2 separate regions of the Oryzias latipes genome follow, and region 1 is linked to region 2. The links are chromatin contacts, called in public Hi-C maps. All regions are on one chromosome and are shown on one strand. The core of a region is the stretch at or near the end of the contact, and the rest is flanking DNA. Distances in the headings are between cores, read along the strand shown.

Region 1 (2,700 bases), core at 172-2,671, 240 kb before region 2:
CTGCGTGTCTGCACTAAAGAGTAAGCTTAAATATTCACCTTCCCGCCGCATTCCCACTTTTAAACACTTCTTCAGCCGGCAGTATTGGCACTGATTTCGGTGGTGCTGGTCAATGGGACAGTTCCTATTGGCACGACATGAGTAGGTTAAGTTCCTCCGTACACTCCTCTTGAAGAAACTTTTGCATCCCTCGCAGGTGAACTGGCCGTAGTGTTTGCCGCTCGATTTGTCTCCGCAAACCACACATTCAATATGCTGCTGACTTTGTCCAGAATTCTGACTCCCCTTGTCCCCGGCGGTCCCCGGCGTGGACGGGGGTCCCGGCTGGCTGGGGGTCTGCGGAGTGTGCGGCGCCGCCGACGCCGCTTGCTGCTGCTCCCTCGCCGGCTGCGCTGCTGGGTTGGGGCCGTTCGGAGGTCCTCCGGCCACGTCTTCCTGCGGATCTCGCCAGACGCTAACTACCATTGCCATATCTCGGCCACGGAAAGTGCTATAAAGCGAAATGGTCGCTGATGTAGATATAGCGCAGAGGGGAGAAAAAAAAAGAGATCTCAAAAGACGGGGCAGTGCAAAGTCAAATCGGTGCACGCAATCTCATATGGGGTTAAAAAAAACGGCGATCAATACATTCAAAAGCAGGAGGGCGACTGGAGAGGCACCCGATCAGGATTTGCAAGTGTCGGGAGGCCAGTTCCAAGGTAAATTGCAGTCAGCCATTCAGGAATCCCTAATCTTGTAGGAAAACCAGAGTCCAGACGTAACAAATTGCAGTTAGATGCTGAATAGCCACAGAGGAAAGGCAGGATTCACGTAGACGCAGGAACAAGTACAAAAAAGAAGAAGAAGAAAAAAAAGAAGAAAAAAAAAGAAAACCTTGTTGGAAAGAAATGCGATCCAAAGTGCAGCGGAGATAAATTCCTTTCTCCTCTTCCTCCTCTTGCTCCTTTACACTCCCGTCTTCGTCGCGCAGGAGGGCAGGAAAAAACTGAAGAGCTGGATTTTTTTTTACATCTATATATTCTTAAATAAGGCTCGTCATCTCGCCCAGCAGCGGAAGAAAATCGCGTCGCCGAAAGAAGTGCCCATGTATAGTTTCACTCCTCTCCAGCAGGAGGAATGGATACGAAGAAGAAAATGTAAAAAAAGAAGAGCAAAAACACCAAATACTAATAGAATATGCAAGACGAAGGAGAGACCCAAAAAATGAATGCGCTTAAACGGGAGGACCAGCAGAGCAATGTTTCCGAAACGGGGGATCTGCGCGAATGTCTGTATATAGTGAACTTTGACACTACTATTGAAACTGACACGTTTCTATGGAGATCGCTGCGCCTTATATGGTGCTCATGTCAAGGAGCCAAGAGAGGGGCTGCTGGAGACTGATAATCAAAGGCGACTGACTGGCCAGAGCCCTGCATAGAGGAGGAGGAGAGGAGGAGAGGGGGGACAGAGGGAGAGAGAAAATGGGAGGCTGAGGTTATAGCCAAGCCCTCTCTGTTTCTCTATTGGTTAGAATCCCCCTCCGCTTATCCACTGCAAAAAGTGACCATCTCAGAAGTCATCCAGTCTCGTGTTCGGATGTGAAAATGTGATTTTATTCGTAAAATACAGCAGGAACCGTGCATCTGGGTTTGAAATACACCTCCTTGTGTTTACAGTTGGAGAATGTTTTTTACGCCAATATATCGGAGTCCAGAGATGGGGGGGTGGGGGGATTTCTGTTGGAAATACATAGGCTGCGTAAAGGCGCATGATGGATCGACTGGTGTCGGGATCCAGGAAAGGCATTACGCGTCGAAATGGAAGCTTGTGTCCGCCTTGTGATACCAAGCCTCGGCGCTGCACTGAGCGCCGTTTGAGGCGTGGATATTTTTTACAGCGCTGCCATCTACGGCTGGAGGGGCTGGGGGGAATGGAGAGAGGGAGGGAAGGGAAGGGGGGCGGCGGTGTGAGTGTGTGTGTGTGTATGGGGGGTGCTCTGACAGGCGCAATTTACATTGAGCTCGCCCCGCGCTGCTATTTACTTTGAAACCTGATTAGTATGGGCCGTCTATTGTCACCAAAAAGAGGAAGAAACCCTGGATAGAATAGCGAAAAAAGAAGAAAAAAGCGGGGTAAAGGCAAGAGAGGACAAAGCTTTTACGCTTGACAAATAAACGAAAAGCAGCGAAACACCACTCTGCCTCAGATATTGCCCAAAGTTTCGGACCAGTCTGTGTGGAACTGTTGTCTTTATTTTAGGAATAAGTGACATCTTCTTTTTGGTTCAAATTGATTTCTTCTGTTCACACGCTGTTTTGTCCTTGGCGTGCGCATTGCGGTACACACCGCCGTCTGTGAATGGCACAGTTCTGCTCATTAAAACTTACCATTTAGTTTAGATTTAACATAACATAAAGAAAAAAAATATCACAGGAAAAAATAATGCACATTTGTACTGTACAAACGGCGGGTCTTGCAAATGAGCCGAACATCTCTAACAAGATAAGCTGTTTTGGATTATTTCTAAAGTCCTATAGACTGCAGACGGTGGCACGTTGTGTCCTAATATTGACAGTAATTCAAAATGAAATGAAGTTACGGGGGATTTGCATGGGGATTCCGCCTTTTTGTATCAGGGTTTCTGCAAGCTGACTATACCTCTCCTACTCAAAAATGTCTGGATCGCGCTGCCATCTAGCGTACAATGTTCAATTACAA
Region 2 (2,826 bases), core at 314-2,813:
GCTCACAACCCCTTGACAACAGTCAGCACAATGACACCAAAGCACTATACTGCAGTGGAAGAAAAAAACGGGGGAAAGAGAATGTTTCTTTATGGGGTTAAACAAAAAGGAATAAAATGATCAGAAACATATATGAAAAAAACATTTTTAATGTATTTTTTTGATCAACTAAATGTCAGTTTATGCTTTGTTAGCAAAATCTGACACTCAGGAAATGGTTGATAAATGAGGTCGAAATCACTTGTTTACTGCTGATAAGGAAGGATAAACACTTTCACAGTGAAAGAATTTTCTTTTCTAAAATGAAAGATTCAGAGGAGATGGTATATGACCCCCCTCTCTGGATGTCTTGGGACTATTGCCTAAGTGGACATGTTAAATGTGGACTGCAGGGTGAATATCTAAATATCTGAACATCCTTTCTGTCTAATTTGGAATTTAACTCTCATCACAATGAATATCTTGAAATAAAGTGCTGATGAAAAGCTGGCATGTAACAGAAGGGTAGAAAGAGAGAGATGGGAAACAAAGTGACAGGTAGTACTCCAGACCCACCGCTTATTTTTGCTAATTGGAAGAAATTGTAATTTTAATAGATACTCAATTAGATTAACAAAATGTCAGTTTTATCCTAAACTAGTCTCACTAAACTAGTCAGGTTGTATGTCTATAACTATTTTTTGTCAAGAGAGAAAAGATGAATTAACAATACAAAAGACACATGAATGTAGATTATTTTTTTATGTTGCTGACAGCTTAGTTAAACTTAAAGTGACCTGTGTAAAGTATCAGTAATTTGAAAATGGAAGACAGATAGATAAATGGACACTTTTAAAGTTTCAGGATGGATTGTCCAGGGGCGCCCTCTTATGGAGAGATGGGAATCTGCAGTCAGTGTTTGGCTCTGCTCTCTTCTCTGCTTCCTGGTGCTCATCTTCCCTCCAGCCCTCTTCCTGTCAGCGATGCACAGCCACTTCCTCTGTTCTCTCACATTGTGTCTCTGTAAGAGTTTGGCACTCGGGCTTGGCGGGATCTCTTTGACCTCTTAGTCAAATATTTAGATGGTCGATTTCAACCCCTTTAAGGAACTGCCTTACAACCTCTTATAAAGAAATCGATGGGATGAGTTCAAATGCCAGTGAAAATGTTCAAACATAAACAGGTTCATTGGGAGGCTATGCATGGGATGGGGGGGGGGGGGGGTACACATTGGCAATGGTAGAAGTGTTGGTTAGAAGAGGGTGGGTGGCAGCAAAGGGGTGGGAGTGTGATGCTAATGTATGCACAGCCATAGAGCACCCATGCATATGCATATAGAGCAGGATTACACTTAGGGATGAGCAAAGATACAGAGAAGGTTTAAAAAGAGGGAGAACACTCGGGACACAATAAGGCAGCCAATTTATGTTTACCAAGAGAATAGAGGAACGGAAAGGGAAAAAGAGGAGAGGAGATGAGAGGATTTGGTACATAACGGCAAAAATGGGCTTTGTCTTGTGCTAAACAGAGTGACCTCTAGTCGGGGCCTTTGGGGAAGAGGGTGTGGAGGAGGCAGAGTAGTTAGAGCAGCCGACTCTCACAGTTCCCTTCAGGGAGCAACACTGCACCAAAAAGCATGGACAAACCAGGGCATTAATATCCTCGCACTAACCCCTTGACAATACCCCATTATGTATGTACGCCTCTGTGCATTACACACCTTGAACTAGAAACAATTGAGCCCTTTTTCTTTCGTTCCCTTCAGCACTTGAACCGCAGCCAAGAGAGGCAATGAGCGCGTTTTATTATATATTTATTCTGCAAAAAAACAGATGCAGAAATGCATGCACACAAACAACACCTTCGCTGTGTTTTTTACATAATCAGCTACCTTGTGACACCTACCTGTATTGCAAATTATTGTTCGCCTTTTATTCTGCTCTGTTTTCTCTATCTTCCCCTTTCAGCCATGAACATCATCTCTAATTACCATTTGCACTGATTCCAGACCAGAAAATCAGGCTAAAACCCTGCCTACAGTAGGAAATGTAAATGCAAAAGGAGCACACTGCAACAAAGTTGATGGGTTACAGAAAAAAAAGTCTGAAAAAACAAGCATTGGGAGAAAGGTAGCAGTGTAAGAACAGTATTATGATGTTTCTAAACGGAGAGAATGACTCGTGACACGGGTCCTATCCAGGTATTGATTTCTCCTGTGGCTGCAACACTAACAGCCGCGAAGAGCTGTTGAACTTTAAAGCAAATAGTCCTTCTTCCCCACTCAGCATCCTCTCACAACCAATCAACACAGGTCAGCCCAACATGGCTCACACCCCTATCTGGAATAAAAAATAATAGCCTTCTTTTAAAAGTTCTTGCCCAACCGGAGATCCAGACAGAATAAAGCAAGCAGGAAAAAGGTGGGCTCAAAAGAGTATTTATATTCATGATTCATACAAATAAATATATGGAAAAATGTGGCTACAATAAGAATATTTAGTACTTGGGTTGAAAAGGAGAAACTGAAACCTTTGCAAAACAGAAGTTTTAATAAATCATTAGTCTGTTTTTTTCTTATTATTCCCTTGTCAGATTGAATTCTAAAGATGCTGTTGAACACTTGTATGAACACATTGCACTATAACTTTCCCCTATCTCACAAGCAGCTGTGATAGCAGTAAAACTGCCGCTGCTCAGACTCTCTCTGACGATCGTCCTTTAACAGCATTCCATTTATTTGAGGACTCAATAGGTGGAGGTGGGCTGGGTGTCTGATCACCATTAGCTTCGCATTAGCCACTGTAACCCTAATGTTTCCCACTCCATTACTCTGCTGCTGGGGATGGA

The links. Hi-C and Micro-C count contacts between places; a contact is called where the count stands out from the background.
Region 1: a Hi-C map of embryo shows a contact between it and region 2, with 1.7 times the contacts expected there. The contact joins the promoter of nr2f1 here to the enhancer-like site in region 2. A contact is called at or near these places in 3 of 5 Hi-C or Micro-C datasets (embryo and fibroblasts).

Annotation. Positions count from the first base shown.
Region 1 is chr9:15,617,156-15,619,855 of ASM223467v1, reverse strand. It overlaps nr2f1 (COUP transcription factor 1), which reads right to left and starts at 1,421. Exons shown (of 3, transcript XM_023958538.1): 1 at 39-1,421. The coding sequence starts at 471.
Region 2 is chr9:15,381,913-15,384,738 of ASM223467v1, reverse strand. No RefSeq gene overlaps it. Among protein-coding and RNA genes, the nearest start is that of LOC111947902, 78 kb to the left of the region's middle. Within about 2 kb of position 1,563, at least 2 of the 8 cell types and tissues checked have an H3K27ac peak or open chromatin away from gene starts, as enhancers often do. A contact at or near this core is called in embryo, where this site is marked.